2 separate regions of the Strix aluco genome follow, and region 1 is linked to region 2. The links are chromatin contacts, called in public Hi-C maps. All regions are on one chromosome and are shown on one strand. Each heading gives the region's core, a stretch centred on a gene start, on an enhancer-like site or on the middle of the called end of the contact. The rest is flanking DNA. Distances are from core to core; before and after follow the strand shown. Region 1 holds the start of LAMP1 (lysosomal associated membrane protein 1). Region 2 holds the start of DCUN1D2 (defective in cullin neddylation 1 domain containing 2).

The links. A called contact is a pair of places that touch in the nucleus more often than the background predicts.
Region 1: a Hi-C map of brain shows a contact between it and region 2, with 2.1 times the contacts expected there. The contact joins the promoter of LAMP1 here to the promoter of DCUN1D2 in region 2. A contact is called at or near these places in 2 of 2 Hi-C or Micro-C datasets (brain and heart).

The regions. Positions count from the first base shown.
Region 1 is chr2:70,988,739-70,993,057 of bStrAlu1.hap1, reverse strand. It overlaps LAMP1 (lysosomal associated membrane protein 1), which reads left to right and starts at 1,836. Exons shown (of 9, transcript XM_074815237.1): 1 at 1,836-1,994. The coding sequence starts at 1,943.
Region 2 is chr2:70,839,413-70,843,737 of bStrAlu1.hap1, reverse strand. It overlaps DCUN1D2 (defective in cullin neddylation 1 domain containing 2), which reads right to left and starts at 2,422. Exons shown (of 7, transcript XM_074815228.1): 1 at 2,290-2,422. The coding sequence starts at 2,292. It overlaps TMCO3 (transmembrane and coiled-coil domains 3), which reads left to right and starts at 2,478. Exons shown (of 14, transcript XR_012621994.1): 1 at 2,478-2,803; 2 at 3,144-3,228.

The sequences.
Region 1 (4,319 bases), core at 587-3,086, 150 kb before region 2:
GTCATTTTGAGAAAACAAAAGCACCCTGCTATTGGCACACTTTCCAATTGCACCAGAAATAGGATTTCAGTAGCAAAACAAGTACTTCTGAGGTTTCAGATGAAGAAAGCATATCCTTAACAGCTTAGATAAGAAAGAGCATTGAATTACAAAGTGATCAAATGGCCTAGGCTCCCTATTTCCGTTACTATGCTAACATCTGAGAATGTTGATAGATTAACTTCATCTATTTTTTTCTATTTTCTCAAAAAAAAGGGATTTCTTAAAATTCTTGTTTATAAAAACATCAGACATCATCACAAACTATGTGAAAGTGAAGTTAATTTTATCCATGCAACCACAAGTCATTAGCAGTCCCTGGTTTGGCTTAGAACACATGTGGATGATATGTATACACAGGTATACATACATGCATCACTTCAGAGATACTAGACTGTTAACTTCCAGTGCTTTTACACAGCTGGGACTGAATTAGTTCTATCAGAGATGCTTGTACTCACCTTAGGCTGCCTTTAAACTCAGTGGCAAGAAACATCTGGAGGTAATACATAAATTAGATGGGTTAATTGCTTACCAAAGCCACTTCTCACCCTCCACTATCACCTCTCCTTTAATAAAGGGGCACCTGTGCTGCATTCCCCACTGGGAACCACAGTTAAAAGCCTAGAGCTGGTAAAGCTGTCCCGGGCCCTGATGTTCCTCACAGCTCTCATCTGACCTGAGTTACAGGGCTAAGCCATATGGCAGTTTGCAGAAAGACCCCAAACCTCCAAATGCCCATTGCCAAACATCCATGCTGCAGGTGAGTGCTAGGCAGGTGGCCCGTGCCAGAGCGGCAGTGCCCCAGGACCAAGCCATGGCTGTCTTCAGCCCATGGCAGAACAGGGTCTGAAAAGCCCACAGGTTAGGGCTGGTGGCAAGAGGAGCCTGGAGCTGAACCACAGCAGCTTGTGATGATGGTGCATTGTACCTGTGTGTACCTCTGCATGCTATCACACAAAGTGTGCATCTGCCCCTGCAGGGGGGAATGTACACACCCACCACCCCACGGCTGTGTGCAGTTCGCACGTGTGAGGGACACAACATGCGATACTCACACCTGTACCAAGGAACGGGCCTGCTCCATGTTTGCATGTGTCAGAACCACCCACCTGCATTCACGTATGTTTTCACACATTTATCTGTGCACGTACATGCATTTACACCTGCATGCGCATTTCAGAGTCACAGAATGGTTTGGGTTGGAAGAGACCTTAAAGACCATGTAGTTCCAACCCCCCTGCCATGAGCAGGGACACCTTCCACTAGACCAGGTTGCTCAAAGCCCCGTCCAACCTGGCCTTGAACACTGCCAGGGAGGGGGCAGCCACAGCTTCTCTGGGCAACCTGTTCCAGTGTCTCACCACCCTCACAGTAAAGAATTTCTGCCTTCTATCTAATCTAAATCTACCCTCTTTCAGTTTAAAACCGTTACTCCTCATCCTATCACTACACTCCCTGATAAAGAGTCCCTCCCCATCTTTCCTGTAGGCCCCCTTTAAGCACTGGAAGGCCACTAGAAGGTCTCCTTGGAGCCTTCTCTTCCCCAGGCTGAACAACCCTGCCGCTCCCAGCCTGCCCCATAGGTGACCTGCTCCAGCCCCTGATCATCCGCACCCCCAGGCCGCCCCGCCCGCCTCAGGGGCCACCGGCGGAGCGCGGGGGAGCCCCGCCCCCTCCTCTCGCGAGATCCTTCCCACCTCCCTCGCCGGGGGCGCCGGCTGCGCCGAGCGTGTGGGTCACGTGATGGTGCCCGGGCGGGGCCGGTGACGTCATAAGTCATATGACCGGCCGGGGCCGTCGCCACTCTCCCGAGCGCGGTGCGCCGCCGCCGCCGCCCCCCGCCACCGCCCTCGCCCCTTCTCCGCGCTCCTGCCAGTGCCGCCTCGCCCTGTCCCCCGCCATGGCTCGCGCCCAGGGCGCGTGGCGGCTGCTCGCGGTGGCCGCCCTGCTCGGTAAGGAGGGGGGCGGGGCGGCCGCGGCCTGTGGTGCCCGGTGGCGGGGAGGGGTCGCCGCGGCCTGGGGCGGCCCCGGGGCCGCCGGCGCTGGACGCGGCACCTGCGCGCCGGCTGTAACTGGAAACCCGCCCGCGGGCTCCCGCCCGCTGTTGCTATTCCGGGGCGGTGACTCTGACCCGGGGGGTCCTGGGCCTGCCGGGGGCGGCGGCGCGGCACCCAGCTGGTGCCTGGCCTGGGGCTGGGCCGCCGCCCGGCCGGTGGTGGGACGGGACGGGACGGGTCCGCCCGCAGGGGTCCCCGGCCGCTGCACTGCGGCGGGTCCTTTGGGGAGGTCATCCCTTTCCCTCCTTGCACCGGGCCCTTGCGGCGGCCGGGGGCCCCCGACAGCTGCCGGGGGTACGAGGGGAAGGACGGAGGGAAAGCGGCAGCGGCTGTGCTTGGCGGGGAGAACCGTGCGGCGGCCGGGAACGCTCCTCTGAGCATCTGCTCGGGATGGAGGGACAGCGCTCCGGGGAGAACCGGGAAATACGCCTTTACCTCTCACGAGGCATGGAAGCACAGGAACTACTGATGTCATTGCTAGGAAGTAGGAGGCTGGGGGTCAGAACTAGATGATTCTTAAGGTCCCTTCCAGCCCAAATCAATTTATGATTCTATAAGTAGCTCTTTCCTATAGCGCGTGTAATGCTCCCTTCACTACTGGCTTTCACCCTGCTGTATCTTGAGTGAAATCTGAAATGTTGCTGGAATAGATTTTGGTGCCTTGATGAGGTTTGTTAGTGCAGTAAGACTGTTTTATGAGGAAGTGTTTCTTGCTTGTTCACTGATGACTACCTTGCTTTAGCTTTCTTGCCTTGAAAGCCACATCACGCGACACAATATCAAGTTTCTGAAATGTGGCTTTGGCAGCAAAGGAAACTGCTTCAGCAGCTAGCACAAATATTTCCTCAGTAAAGCAGCAGTTGAGAACGGTTATCTGCCATAATTTTGGAGATTATGACACCCTTTGAAACTCTTTTAACTTTTCTTTGGTAGTAAATACCATTATCATTGTTGACAGTAGTTCAGTTTCACTGAGCCTGAAAGATGTCACTCACAAGGGGCACTGAGCAGTTGTATCCAGCTTTACAAGCACTGTGACTTACAGTGCTATTAGACTTGCTTTTTAGGACTGGCAACTTCAGTAGCATTGAACTGGTGTTATAGTGGGAATTCTTGTATAGCTTGTTTAATATAGTTATGCCTTAAATAAAGAATTGCTGTTGTTTGCCTTCTGATCAGTCTGTGTAGTTTTTAAGTGGTACCACGTGTACTGTTTTCTGGGACTGTAGTAGTCTTTCCCTGCTTAATTAGCAGTTACAAACATAATTCAGTGCATTAGCTTTGTCACTTTCTGGCATGTAAAATGTGTTAGATTCCTGCAGCTGAGGCAAGTTTATTTTACTAGCGTAACTAGTGACAATCAGGGCTTTGTACCTGTGACTAGTAGCTGGGTGTTTCTACATAACTTCATCCTACAATCTCAGGGGAAGACTTTGTGGTGCAAATAGAGACCCCTTCTTGGAGTACAGATAGCCACCCTCTCCTGCCAGAGTATGGGGCTTGGGGGTAGTGAAGGGAGAAGAATTTGAGATAATGAGAAGATAGGAGCTGAATTCTTTAGATGCTCGTTTACAGCCTTTTAGTCATCTGAGTGAACTGATGAGGATAAGGTAGTGATCACAGGAGGCTGAAGGATTAGCATGGGTGGGTCAGATGTGGAAGCTTGTTTGGCAATGCCTTGACTTTGGGACAATAGAAGATTTTTTTTTTTTCCTCCAGTGTACCTCACCACACCTCACTTGCTCTTCAGTGTGAATGGAGAACTGAAAAAGTAAGCACTAAGCTAAATATTTCATGTCAGCATTAAGTATTTCGTGATGAATTTCCTCATGAGTATCAAACATGTATATGGAATAAAAAAAAGGATTTAGGTAGTACAGTTATAAATACAGGGAATGGGGAGGTACAGGAGGTGAAGTACCTCCCCTCAAACTTAGATTCTGCTTTTTGAAGTATAGAGGAGTATTATGCTTGTCTAGTTTTGAGCACAGTGGATCAGTTGGGTTGTGTGCCAAGCCCAACAGAGCTGCTTATGCTCTTTGAGTCTTAGAGCACCTGTAGTTTTTTCCTTACTGAAACACAAACACATCAGAGAAAACATTTCTAAAAATCTCAGTTTAGAGTCAGACATGGATTCAGTATAGGGGAAGGAAAAATGAGTTTGACAAGGTAGTGTGATGCTGTTTCAGGGCTATTGACGCATAATTCATGTGTTTCTAT
Region 2 (4,325 bases), core at 1,173-3,672:
AACAAGAAATTACAAAGGCACAACTTGTAGATTCTCAGATTCTGTACACGTCCTTCATACACAGAGAAAAACTGCTCAACAGTTTTCCTAATATTTTCCTAGCAACAATGAACAATGCGAAGTTTAAACATTTTAAGTGACCAGCTGAAAAAGGCAGAAGCATTTCTCACATTTTTATGTTAGAGACCATTGCCAACAGAAGACATAAGACAAAAAGAAAATAGATAAAGTGGACATGTCAGAGGTTTGTTGAACGTTACAATGAGACTATAAAGTTGCTGTAAATGTGATCTAAAACTTTAACTCTGAAAAATATATTTATACTATTAATATGTTAAATGATAAAACTGCCTATTATAGCAGTATACAGGAACCAATAAGATGTTTCTCCTAATGGCAGCTAACTGCAGCAACCATATTGACATGACATCCCTAAACTTCTGGAAGACTCAAGAGGTGGGAACAGGGATTTTATAGGGAGCAAATTTGCTATTAACATAGCTCAACATTATTCTTTACAAATCAAACTCTTGTTTTTATTATAAACTTTCATTTTTATTATATTCTGATACTTCCCAATTTTGTTTAAGCATACTTAATACATGTTCTGGGCCAACAATTAAGCTGAGAAATTTGTCTAAGTTCCTCACTACTGCTTCAATCATCAGGTATAATAGAAAATTTACTGGTCTCTTAAATATCAGGGGGAAAAAGTGAACCCTGATGCAGTGAGCAGTAAGCAGTAAACACAGGACCATCTTTCAGTTTACTTGTTATCTCTTGTACACATATGGATAGTGACATCTTGACTACAGATGGTCCTGAGACAAGAAACACATCATGTAAACAAGATAAGGACTTCGGTCTTTCCTACAAGATTTTTCAATTTTATATAAGAACAAAGATGTACAGTGTCTTTTTATACATGAAGAAACATGTAAAGTGGGAAAAGAGCTGCAAAAATAACTACAACATATTTTGGTAAGAAAGTACTCAATAATCCTTTAACTGCAAGCTCTGTGTAACCCCCACCCCCCGCCCAGTTTTCATTAAGGTCCAATTATGAGTCTCTCTGCACTAAGATCTCCCTCAGTTACATAAACTTTGAGCAACAAGCTTAGTGATGATCACTTCAAAACAGAGGTCTCTGACAACAATTCCAAAGTAAACTCCATGTCCTCTCATAAATCAACTTAATGCCAGGCATTTAGGGATATTTTATAGGTTCAAAATGGAACTATTTGAAGAAACCAGAGGTAAGAAACACATCCGACCATCCGATCTACTACTCTGCCACGTTGTATAGCTTCTACCCTACGTTTGTGCCTGACGCCCTGCGGTACCTATAGACTGAAAACTGAAGTGACAGCATCTACGTAGACATTTTTAGCAGCACATATTCTGGCAGTAATAAATTTATATTTCTGCTTATTGTTCCCATATGCAGAAGGTTTTCTGTTCTCTAACAGCAGCAAACACAGGGCAGGGGGAAGGTCTGGCAGTCGCGTTTCCCTTCGCGCTAAGGGAGCCCGAAGAAGGAGGTGTCCTTCGCACCCAGCCATAATTAAGTCACCCTCCGGGGACCCCTCTCAACGCGGTGATGACACCGCACCGCAAATCCCCACGGAGGGCCGAAGACCGAAACAGCGCGGGCTGCGGCAGAGGCACCGGGGGAGCCCTGTCCCGGCCATCCCTGCGCGCCCTTCCCGCACCCCCCGCCCCGGGAAGGGGATTTGTCCTGCACCTTCCCCGCCGCCTCCGGCTGCGCGGCCCGGCCAGCACCCGCCGTTGCACCTGCCGCCGCCCGGGGTGAGGAGGCGGCGGGCGGGGGGGCCCCGCCCGGTGCCGGAAGGCGGGACCGAGGGGCACCGGGATCCGGCAACCTGCCCCGCCAGCCCCAAGCCCAAAAAAGGGAAAGGTACGCGCCGGCGGCCGACGCTCGAAATACCCGCGGCGGTGGCGGCGGCGGCGCCCGGCCCCCTCCCCCCCCCCGCCCCTGGTGACCTTCCCCGCTCCCGGCCCCGGCGGAGGAGGAGGAGGGCGGCGGGAGGGCGACTCTGCACGGTACATGTCCGTCCCCCCCCTTCGCCCCCGCCACTCGCCTGGCGCCATCCCCGTCCCCCCCCGCCCGGACAGGGGAGCGGGACCTGGCGCGGAGGGAGGGGAGTGGCGGGACGCCGCGGGGCGCGGGGGCGCTCGGCTCGCTGGCCCGGGTGGCTAGGGGCTGTTTGGGGTTCCCCCGCTCCCCATTTCTCTGCCTCCCCCCTCCCCCCTGCTCCCACAACCTACCATTTTATCACCGGCGCTTTGACCAACTTCACCGCCCGGCGCCGCCCCCCGCGCAGGCGCGCGCCGTCCCGCCCTCGCCGCCTATCGCCGGCCGCGCGGGGGCACCGGGCGCGGAGGCGGAGCGCGGGATTCAGGGGCGCGCGCCCCCCGCGGAGCGGCCACCGCGCCTCCCGCCGTGCAGGGCCGGGCCGGGCCGGCATGAGGGACTGGGCGGTGTGTCCGTGTGTCCGTCCGTGTGAGGGGGACAGCCCGTTATCGCGCTTCCCGTGAGGCGCCGCGAGGCGGCGCTCGGACTACAGATCCCGTCTGACTCTGCGCTTAAAGGTGCCGCACCGGCGCTCGGTAACCGGCGCAGGGTGAGAGGGGCGGCCGCTGCGGGGGCGGGCGAGGCCGCTGCTAAGGCCGGGGCTCCTCGGCCCTTCCCGTCAGCGGCCACCCCCCCACCTCCTTGCCCGCCGCGTTGCCATCCCGACCTTCCCGCGCTCCCCTGGCCGCTGCCGGCTTCATCCCTCAGGTGAGTGTGGCGAGGGGGAGAAGCGGCGTCCGAGTCCGGCGGCCGCCTCCGTCTCCCCCCGCCTCGGTGGCCGGGGCAGCTGCCGCCCTGAGGTGGGTGCTGGGCGGTTGCCGGGCAGGTGGGGGCTGCGAGAAGCCGGCGGTGGGTTTGTCCCTACTGCCGCGGGGCCGGAAAGTTGAGTGCCGCTACCGGGAGCGCCGGGGTGAGGGGGGGTGGGGGGTGCGGGGCGGCCGCCTCCCGCCCTCCGCCGCCATGAGGGGGCGGGAAGGGGGCTGGTCGCAGCCGAGCTCTCCAGATCTCTCCGTTCTCCCCTTTTTTCCCCCAAACCGGCCTTCCCCAGGGAGAGGGACCGGCAGGCGCCGCCCGGAAGCCGCGAAGAGAGGCGGTGGCGCTGGGAGCTGCCCTTCGGCGGCCATCGCCCTCAGGTGGGTGCGGGACGGGACCGAGGCCCCCCTGGCTCGGCGGCCCTGCGGGTCCTGAGGGGGAGCTTGGGCTGAGAAAACTGGGGGGGTGGTGGCAAGCCAGCAGGAGGACCCGCAGGCGTTTTGGAAGAGGGGATCGGGGCTTGCATGGAGGCAGGGTCTGAGAGCAGCTTGGTGAAATCCGGTACTACAGTGTCGTGTTCAGGAAGGAAAGATCGGGAAGAGGGGCAGTAATCCATCAGAAAACAAGCTGTGCTTAGAAAGGACTCCAAACGACAGGAGTTCCCTCAAATTTGATACTTCCTGGTGCATGGAGAGGAGTGCTTTTTGTGTTTGTTTCTCATCATTTGCACTCTGAAGCATATCGTATATTTTTATATGTGAGGTCAGTATTCCCTTAAGAGCTTTTGAGCACAGCCCCAGGTGCCACTCTTCTAAGTGGTTTTTGCTAGTCAAGTAAAAGCCACTGTTAATGAAACAAAACTCTACTGTGTCTGAACCACGGCGATAAGTTTCCACAGTGCAGCACTGGGCAAGCTTAATAGTATAAATCTGTGCTGAGAATTTAGTTACGTGGATTGACATACCACATAAGACGTGGTCTTGCGTGAGTCTTTTACTCACCCCCCTGCAAGCCGAAGCTTGAACTTGCACTAGGCATTTTCCTCTCCCTCTTTCTTCCAGGATGTAGGTTGTAATATATTCAGCAAAATCTCTCCCCAAACGTGTTAAACAGGAAGAGTATTACTTTGTATATATGAAGAAATATTTCCTTAAACACTACTCTAGAATTTTGCTAGGTGGTGGGTATTGTTATTTTTTCCTGATCTCTTAAAAATAGTAAACCTCAGAGCTTTATCAAAGTTCTCAAAATATTTCTACTTTATTATTTTATTGAAATTAGAGTGGTCTAGCTGTGCTTTTGCTACTTTAATTTTTTAAAATTTAATTTAAATTAAAATAACTTTTGCTAATTTAATTTAATCAGTTCTTAATTTTAAATGTTTAACTCTTCATGTTGTTAAACACTAGCCCATAGTCAACTACTGATAGTTAAATACTTTGGCTTGTATTTCGTGCATTGAAAAGAAATAAACCAA